Regions from separate parts of the Mus musculus genome. Here region 1 is linked to region 2. The links are chromatin contacts, called in public promoter capture Hi-C maps. All regions are on one chromosome and are shown on one strand. The core of a region is the stretch at or near the end of the contact, and the rest is flanking DNA. Distances in the headings are between cores, read along the strand shown.

Region 1 (5,220 bases), core at 1,761-4,260, 1.4 Mb after region 2:
TTATATTTTCTACTGAATTAACCTTGAGTTTCTTGTCATCAGGCCACTGTTACTTTTGAAATATCCTGGTACATTCCTGACTGATGCTCATCAGTTTCAACCCCAGGCAACAGCTTTTCATTTCTGTTCTTCATTTAAGCCTCCAAACCAAACTGTCTTTCCAACTCCCATCATAAATTTGGTGAGGTTACCTGCCTCCTCCAAATTCACATCCAATTGGAAAATAACCATATTGGAAAATTATCAGCCATTGTAATTCAGCAGGGAGATTACCCTAGACTTAGGGTTTCTCTTGACCACAGTGGCCACTGACCTTATAAGAAGGAACAAGAACACATGGAGACAATGTGAGTCCATGTGAACATACGGAGTTATATAACCACAAGCCAAGAAATACCAAGAAACACTAAGTCTAAAAACATGAGGGAGGGCCTTCAGAGAGACGTGGAAACTGAACTCAGGATCTCACACATCCAAGACAATGCTCTACCACTGAGCTACACCCCAGGCCCTCAGCTAACACCTTGCTATCTAACAATGCTGCAAACCCTTATGAAATACCATTGTACTCAATTTTTTTTCTCCCCCTAAATTTTTGGAACTTAAACAGCTAATTGAGCCTTTATGATATTTCCCCTATCATGAACAGATCACTTTCTTTTGACTGCACTGAAATCCCAGTGGATCTTTAGATCATCTCACAACATACTGGTCACTTCATATCTGATGCCTGCCTGCCTGCCTGCCTGCCTGCCTGCCTGGACAGTGTCAGCCTTTGGAGGCCTGTCTTTAGGTGTCAGACAAAGTTGCTAGTCCATGTAGTCCTTGTGTGTTGCCTCTTCAAAACATTCAGTGACACACCTGAGCACTAAGGACAGAAGCTGACAAGGGAACAACTGCTCACGGGATTAATATCTTCCCTAACAAGACCAAATGCACTAAACTGAAAATATCCCTTCATTTAAAGAAAAAAAAAAGGCCAAAACTCATTGCTGGTGTATTTAAGCTTCCCACCTCAGCCTGAAGACACTCACATGAACCTCATCTTTTTAGAAGATAACACAACTCTCCCTCTAAGTCAACCTTGAACCCAATAAGGGAACTGCATTCAGAGTCACTTACCCTGTCAAGAAGACCACCAACTAATCCCAGTCGCAGCAGTAATGGCCTCCATAAAATACATCAGTGTCTTCCCTCATCATCCTCAAGATGAACAAGTTAGGGAAGATCATGGAGTGTTTTGTTTCTCAATGAAACTGCTACTATACTCAGAATTTTAAAATGTAGTGCTCTGATAACAGCTCATATACACCATGAAATAACGTCCAGAGAACTCATGACCCCAGCTCCACCCTGGGAAGTTAGGCACCTGTCAAGCAACAGCAGCCATGGCTTCCTCTACCACACATTTCAACACAACGTTCTCCTACCTGTGGTGGTCTCTCCTCTGCTCTGGACCCCACATTACTTAGTCCTCACCACCCGTATCTATGATAATGCAACATCATAGTGCTTAGCTCATACCATCACCTAATGACTACTCTCTACCCACTGGACTTAGTAATGTGCCTCTTGGGCTCTTCTACAAATACATGTGCCAGGTTTCTGAGGCTCCTGGTTTAAATATCAGGTGTTAATTGCAAAGAAAACTAGTGTGCTCTGTATGAAGAGAAAGAAAACCAAGGGTCTTAGGGCAAAATTAAACACTTGCAAAGTTTGGAGTAATAAAACTGTCATGAGAGCTTTTCAAATTCTATTACCAGGAGTGCTAATTAAACCTCCTTTTCCTCAGTCACCACTCACTACAAAACAGGATTTCTTTCCTCTTGTCACTATTTGTCTTTGTGCTGTAGCAGTGACCTACAAGGGAGGGTGGGGTGCAGTATTGTTGCACTGCAGTCTCTAAAAGCTTGTAGCTTAAATTGGTTCCTTGGGCTAATCGAGATTCTAGTTACATTTATATTCCCCAACTCAGGCTGATTTACAGGTTAAAAGAAAGATCCCACATCCCTGCACCTTGCTTGTAATATTAAAGAATCTAAAGAATCGGGAAATACTTCTTCACCTTGGGCTTTCAAAGGCCGTGAAAACATTTTGCTTAAAGCCCAAAGTAGCTTTGCTTGAGTGAACAGCACTGCACATGTGGCTCAGGTGGAATTCACACTCCTCACTAATTCTGGTCCCTGACTGGATGGTTTCATTTAGTTAGACGTTTGGACAAGAAACTTTCAAACAATGACTTTTCCATTCTATGACAGACTGTGGCACAAGGAGTATTTTTTCCCTCTGAAGGTGGGGGGAATCAGCTGTTTTTAATTTCATAAACTCGTAGCTAATTAAAACCAGACTGTGAACCACATTCTACTGTTCTCCAAGACAGGTCTAACTGAAGCCGACCTGAAATATTTCTACTGCAAATTGCAGCATCGCATTTTCTTGTTTAAAAAAAAAAAAAGAAAAAGAAAAAAAGAAAAAAGACTTTAAGTCAATAGAAGGTAAGTTTAAGTAAAGCACAAATCTGTGGTGTGATATTCTATAGAAATTCATTAAAAATCGGGTTTCAAAACTTGTTCCCGATGGAAGGGGAACTGCAACTTCCTGGTTTGCAATCACAACCCCTACAGGAGGCTGGGGGCGGAGGGTCAGAGGGGTGTCGGTGGCGGCAGAAGGGCGTGGCGGCAGCAGGGTGTGGGGGGCGTGGGAAGGTAGGGGGCCGCCACTCACCAGCCGGGAGCTCGGGCTGGATGCGTCGCCACCGCAGGGCCCGCTCGCCCAACGCCACATCGCAGCTTTCCCTCCGGATCTCGAAGATGCCACGCAGCAAAACCCGCTCGGGTTCAGCAGCTGCCTTTGGGTTCTCCGGAGGCGCCTCCTCCAGGGCGCCCACCCGGCTCCTGCGTCTCCCCCGGAACATGGTGACGCGGTGCTGGGCCGAATTGGGGAGCCACCAGAAATCTTCGTGGGAAGGAAGTGTGGCTACAGCCACTGCCTGGGCCTTGTCCCACGCTGCCAAGGCAACCAAAAGCTCCTGAAGGAAGGCGGGGCGGAAGGGAGGAGCCCCGGGAGCTTTCTCTTTTGCCCCCAGAGAGGGCCACTGTCCTCTCTGGACCATGCTGCTAGTATGAATTTTCCTGGCTGAGCTCCGGGAGTTTGCCAGGCATCCCCCAAATTGGATTGCTTAGGCATCACCTAGTCTCTTGTTAAATGAAGTGCAGGTTCTTGTCAGATAAATCTAAAGAGAATCCAAAATTCTGAGTTGTGGCACAAGCCTTCAGTTCCAGCACTCAGGAGGCAGAGGCAGGTGAAGTTGAGTTCCAGACCAGCCAGCGCTAAATAGTGCGTTCTACAGCCGTCGGGAGCACGTGTAAGACACTGTCCAAAAATAATAAAAAATAAATAAATAAATAAATAAATAAATAAATAAAAAAAAATAAAATTGAACAGTAAGAATCTGCTTACTGGGTGACTGCAGAAGTTGCTGGCCAAGAGACACAAAGGAGTTTCAGTGCGCAAGGCTCTGTCTATCTTCTCAGGGGTGTCCTCTGAGATTCCCCCAAGGAGCTACATTACCTGTGTGACTACATCTGTTTGACTGCCCAGGAGTAAGAGTAAACCCCTGATTTGCATAGACAAATGTACACCTCACAAAGTTGATATTACCTTCAATCACCTCCATAGTGTAGTGTATGGATCCCTTAGCTCTACCTGGATGCGACAGCTGCAAACTGCAAAGAGCAGAGCTTACTCACCCAAACTTGACCATCATGCAAAAGGAGGCCTCCAGAGCTCACCGTTAACTTCCTCCTGGTAGGAGGGGCAGTTCTCCCGCTGTGATTGCACAATAGAGTGGCCCGGGGAGGGCGGTTGCTGTTTAATCCAGTTGTCCTGGCCACATTTCAAAACGATCAATTTGCAATCTCCAGGGATGGAATCCAGGTTCCAGAAATACTTCCCTCTGAAAGTCTAGGATTTAGGCTGAGAATTGCAATCAGAAAACAAGAGCCTAGTGTTTTTGCAGACTAGGCAAGTAAAGAGGTTTTGTGAAGTCCTTATATGAGGGGGTGGTCAGGCATTGAAGGGTGATTTAAAACTGGGGTTTCTGTACTATTACTTAAGGATTCCATCCATCTTCCACTAAGTCTCTCATAGGCAGCCACTGGTAGGTAAGAGCTGTGCCAGTTCCAGGAAGAGTTCACTTCTAGAGTTAACATCCTGAGTTCACAGCTGTCTGGCAGACTCAAGCTCCCTGGCATTTTAAAAACTTGCTGAGAGCCAAGGCAAACAGGCCAAGGCAATGGCTACTTCTTAGGACCTTTACAAAGGGGCAGGTTGCCATTTGTCAAGCTTCAGGAAGACCAGGAGTTGCAAACATTGGCTTTGTCTTGCCATGAAGATGGAAACAATAGGGCCCATGCTCCCACACTTTCTCTCTGATGAGTTGTCTCCTTCAGGGCTTCTAATGTGTTAAGTGCCACCAGATCCAGGTTCTTAGGATCTATTACACACACACACACACACACACACACACATACTCTCTCTCTCTCTCTCTCTCTCTCTCTCTCTCTCTCTCTCTCTCTCTCTCTCTCTCCCTCTCCCCCCCCTACCTTTAGTGGCTGGGATTCCAGAGGTGATGTCATCAACTCCAGAACTGTCCTGAATTTCTGATATTAATGTTCCAGTTGGCTACATTTCACCTTCGTCTACCTGACCAGTAACCTCAGATATATATCAGGAGATATATATATATATCAGGATTTTTCACCACAAATACATTCTTTCCTCTGGAAGGTCCTTAATCAATGTCTGATGAGAACCTCACACATCTCCCATTCAGCTCATTCCGAATCCCATGCATTCCACCTCCATAGCTCCGTCCTGTCAATCTGCCCTCATCTGTGCACCGGCATACACAAAGCCAAGAAGCACACAAAACAGTTGCAATGGACAAACCTGTAACTTCAGCATGCAGGCAGAGAAGCAAAGGAGGGAGGGTCAAGTGTTTTCCTTGGCCACACAATGAGTTTAAGACCAGCTAGAGCTACATGAGCCTCTGTCTAAATAAAATGAAAATGAAGGTGTCGGTACAGCTACCATTTTTCTTGGGGAAAACTCATTCCTTGACCCTTCCAGCTTCTATAGCTATTCTGTTTCTGGGCTCTGCCTTTTCTTTCATCTTTCAAGTCTGTCCGTGGTTTCCTATGCTTTCTGTTTCTGTTCATG
Region 2 (4,886 bases), core at 435-2,934:
GTTCACTGTAGTCAAAGAAAGGCAATCCAACAGCAGTAGTCATTTATTGACTAGGCTGTTTGTCTTTTTCTCTACTGCAGCATGAGTCAGAGCCCACAGAGGGAAAAAGAGAGGGGAACAACCTACTGATTAATGGGTCAGAAGGCTGCTCTGTAAGACTGTGAGCCACTTCTGCCTCCGTTTCACAGAATGTGGGATGTAGGGAAGCTACAAAGGCGAACATTGGTTAAATACCCAATGAAGCTGGCTCAGTCAACCAGTTCAAACAGGTATCTGGAATATGTCTGTCTTCTGTCCTTTGATGAGCAATGTACCCACACACAGGAATCACATGGAGTAATGTTGACATCTTCTGATGCCCAGAGGCTACAGAGGCAGTCCCTGGGCATCGGTGAGATTAAATCTTCCCAGGTGATTCCAGTGGCAGGAAGCTCTGGAGACCATTTTACCCACATGCATTGGAGTTAAATGCACTGACAATGTGGCCTCAATGAGAAACTGGTTGCTGTCTCATATCGTAGTATAAATTTGATAGAATATGTTGTCATGGTCAGTTCTGTTATTAACAATGGGCAGGGTTTGTCATATGATGGAAAGTGCCCACACCCTTCCCCCAACTACTTCTTCCTTCCTCCCTTTTTCTTTTATTTCCCCTTTTTTTCCCCTTGAAGCTAAGAACACAAACCCAAAATTGAAGATATTTCTACTTCCTGGAGGGATATTCTGACTGAAACCACACTATTCTGTTCTAAAGTACAAAGACCATACCTTTGGCTGTATGCTCTCAGGGGTCCTTCAGCTATATGCCCTAGTTTAAAGGCTACTACGACAGCAAAACATTTAGCTTAGTGCTGATGCGAGGGGAGTTGTTCATATTGATCAGGCAGAGTGAAAACGTTTGCCTGGACAACCCTGAAGTCTTTCAGCAGAGTTTGAAATTTTTCTGTAAGGAAAGATTTTTTTTTTTTTTTTTTTTTTTTTGTACTAAACCAGGTTTTGAAACCTAGAATGCGAATTTTAAAAAATATTTGTTCTAGAAAACCATATATGTTCCCACAGAAAAAGGCAGCCTGGAAGGAAACATAGTTGTAACATATAAAACATGAAATATGCTGAACCGTTGTGTGAAAGGACACATGATGCTAGGCTGAATTCTCGACACCCACGGACGGGGTTCAACCCCGCAGGAACTCCAGCTTCTGGTCCTCTCTCAAGGCTCGTCCAAGTATCACTTCTTGAAATGTAAATATTACTGTAAGAAGCAACTTGTTAAACCCTTGCATCATAAAGCATACCAAGTTTCCCTATAAGTGCAGATTAGCCAAGGAAACTGAGAGGCTTGCGCTGGAAAGCCCAAAGAAAGAGGATGGAGGAAAGAAATGTGTAGTAAGGATTGGGAGCCAAAGGGCCTTTCTCCTTCAGTTTGACATTACAGTTGGCTAGGGCCCAACCATGGACAGTTTAACTTGGTTCATTTGTTGAGTTTATGCTCCTATCCTACAAAATTCTTGCCGACTCCCCCCCCCCCCCCTTTAAATGGTACGTCATAGAGAACAGCAAAAGCTACGGAGTGGCTATGGTGTCTCACGTTGTCTCACGCGACTTCCTAGATTCCAGAGGCTTCTTTTCTGTGGGCGTGGCCAAGGCAGCGGGGGTTTATGACAAAGTTGAGCGACCTCATGTCACTCAAACCAGCTGTATTAAGGAAGGTGCAAGCTTTTGGGATTTCTGTTTGGATTTAGTTTAGGTTCAAAAGAGCACGCACAGATCCTGAGTGTTGTCAAGCACCCGTGACTGGGAAACGGAGGCGTCCGATCCGTATTGGAGTCAATTCGCCACTTAATTGGTGAGTCTCTCCACCTATGGCACTGCAGCAGTACGTTTCTGTCTGCAAACATAAACATATTCAATCAATACAAAGCAAAACCTTGCTTCTCAGAGGCTCTCCTATGCTCTCTTGTTGGTTTGTGAAAATAGCTAAGTAGTGGTGTTCAGTTCATCCTATTAAAGAGCCTTCATCAGGGAATACTGAGACAACTCTTGGTGGCAGCAGGCTTAGTCATCCTGCTGTGACAAAGGGATGAATAATGTTTTTTAAATCTCACATCTACCAACACTCTCTTTTCAAAATGGATCCTCCATTACAGAAAAGGAGCTACTGCAGATACATGCGGTTAGCAGTTCTACCTTTTTCATAGCTTCGTTACTAAATCAAAGGGTGCATGACACCGTTCCTCATAGAATGGAATGACTTCGTGACTTCTCAGCGTTTACAGTTCTCGCTTTGGAAGATGTTGGTTTGTGTTCTTGCGACCGTAAGAGTGACTTCTGTCTTCCTGTTAGCTGCTTTCTCTCACGTCTTGGTTATTAGGCCATTAAACCCTCCTCCATTTGAAATGTGGCTTACTCATGCTTTGTGATGTAGCTGCTATTTGTCAAAACGGTTCTCAGAATCCCATTTTCTGGTTACCATTAGAGCACAGCACGAAACCCTGAAGATAAAGGATGATGTTGGTAAATATTTTCATCAGACTTTGTGAGAATTCAGATTTCTAATAAAATTAATTTGAGAAAAATCAATGACCCTATGAGTTTAAGAGGACTTTCATTATTCCAAGGTAACAGTTTCCAAAGCTTAGTATGTCCTTCAAAAGCTTATTGTCTAAAATGTTCTTTCTCCTCCTTCTAGGGCGGATTTCCCCTTCTGGGTCATGACTAACTACATTGCTCATACTAGCCAGAATTATATATCCCTGTACATTCCCCACTTCTTTTCCACTCAGAATAGTTGATAATCTGCGTAGTTACAAGAATATCCACGCACAGCAGTGGCTTATTCAAAAAAGGTATCATACCACTGTTGTTTCTTTTCCTTGGCAAAAAGGGAATATTTTGTTCCTACAATTATAACTTCTAAATATTAAAAAGTGAGTAGTGAATTCTGATAGACATTTCTTCAAAAATCTGTCAAATTAGAATACATCTTACTACTAAAGTCATTTTGTGATTATAAGCAATAAACTTTTCTTCTTGCTTTTTTCTTTTCTTTTTCCTTATTTTTCTGTTCTTTCTTCTTTTCCTTCCTCCCTTCCTCCCTTCCTCCCTCCCTCCCTTCCTTTCTCTCCCCCCAAACCCCCAGACAGAGTTTCAGGACAACCAGGACTACACGAGAAACTCTGTACTTTTACTCTTTTATATACACAGCCTGCTTTCTCATAGAACCAGCCCAGGATCACCAGCCCAGGGATGGCACCACCCATAGTGGGCTTGTCCCTTCCCCAGAAATCACTAAATCAGAAAATGCTCCGTAGACTTGTCTACAGCCAGATACTATGAAGGCATTTCTCAATTGAGGCTCCCTCCTCTCTGATGACTCTAGCTTGTGTCAAGTTGCCACAAAACGAACCTGTACGACATCAGAGAACAACAAGAGTCAACAATCCTTGTCCTATAGTGGCAAACTTGTCTCTAAATTTGTATCTCCATATTCATAGATTAGGATAGCTCTGGAACATCATCAGAGAATTTTCTTTGTCTGGTGGGCAGTAGTTAAAACAGAAACTCATAACTGAATGCAGGGAATCTGTGTCTGCAGAGTGCTCAGCCACAAATGACACATCTAAGTTTTGCCTTTCCCTAAGGCTCAGGGCCATTGCAGAAGGGAAAGGTACAAACAGTATAAGTACCAGAAGTCAGAGAGGACCAGAGCAAATGATGTCTTCTGGACATGCTGTTTTGTCAGGACTGAGATGCTCATGAACTTGTAGCAGCTGTGCACAAGGCCTGCACAAGGCCTGTATCACATGGCAGCATAGCGGATGGAGAGGCTCTGGAACACCCCCATCCCTAGTCAAGGAGCTATGAAGAGTCAGTTTTCTTTAAGGGTTTGTTCCCTAGGTCAGTGGGTAGCCCCACACTAATGAGAGAACGGACAGCACAAATTGGACTTAGTGGGTTATATAAAAAAGGTGACATGAAGTCAAGAATGGATCAGTGGATGGAAATGGATCTGGTATGAGTTAGGGGAAGGGCTGGAGTCACCATGATTAAGAAGGTGTCATGTGCATGGATGGAATTCTCAAAAAGTAAACTAGTATCTAAAATATCTCTATTTTCATTGACTTTCCTTATAATAAAGGGAAGCCAACTTTAAACCTATTAACTATATCTATCTATCTATCTATCTATCTATCTATCTATCTATCTATCTATCTATCTATCTATCATTTCTGTGTATCTAGATGCATACAAATATATAATAATGCTATATATTTACATAGTATATGGGATCATCAGAGATGTTGTATAGAAAATAGAATAGGAGAATAGGATGTGATGGGTGAGGAAGGCTCTGTCCTTTAAGAAAGGACAGTTGTAGAGAAGTGGCTCACACACAAAGATGGATACTTCAGAGGTTTTGGGGCAAGTCAATTGTAGGAGGTAAGTATATGGGAGAAGTTGGGTGTTTAGTAGTGTTTGTTATGTAGGGTCAGGTTGGTTGTGTGTAATTCTAAGAGTCCTTTTCTGGTATGGGAAGCATCAAGGCGGGACTGTTACAAGGGAAGTGTGTGTCTGGCTTTCAGGCAGAAAGGGAAAGGGCGGGAGGGGTAGTATTTTCTGCACTTCCTGTTTCTCAATTGCCTTTGGTTCAAAAGACGTTTCATGCCAGTGTGTCATGTCTGGAGTTTATAGAATATGATTCCCTTCAGTTCCCATTATAAACAGAGAAGGTAGACTAGACTTCATTTAGAAAGTAAAATTGCCCAAAGCCCTGACAAGGAAAGGGAGAAGAGAGCCTGGGTGAAGGGAACAGAAATCATAAGGCAACAATGCCTTGGCATCACTCAGGAGGTAGGTCAGGGAGGAAAGGGAGGCTGGGTTTTACT

What was found. Capture Hi-C pulls out chosen DNA fragments and counts their contacts.
Region 1: a promoter capture Hi-C map of adipose tissue shows a contact between it and region 2, with 6 times the contacts expected there. The contact joins the promoter of Cerkl here to the promoter of 4930440I19Rik in region 2. A contact is called at or near these places in 1 of 39 promoter capture datasets (embryonic stem cells) and 2 of 9 other capture datasets (adipose tissue and liver).

Annotation. Positions count from the first base shown.
Region 1 is chr2:79,425,978-79,431,197 of GRCm38.p6, forward strand. It overlaps Cerkl (ceramide kinase-like), which reads right to left and starts at 3,011. Exons shown (of 13, transcript NM_001048176.1): 1 at 2,725-3,011. The coding sequence starts at 2,914.
Region 2 is chr2:78,049,493-78,054,378 of GRCm38.p6, forward strand. 4930440I19Rik (RIKEN cDNA 4930440I19 gene) reads left to right here and starts at 1,685. Exons shown (of 7, transcript NR_108098.1): 1 at 1,685-1,846. Gm52519 (a long non-coding RNA gene) reads right to left here and starts at 2,492. Exons shown (of 3, transcript XR_003953861.1): 1 at 2,188-2,492; 2 at 1,589-1,888.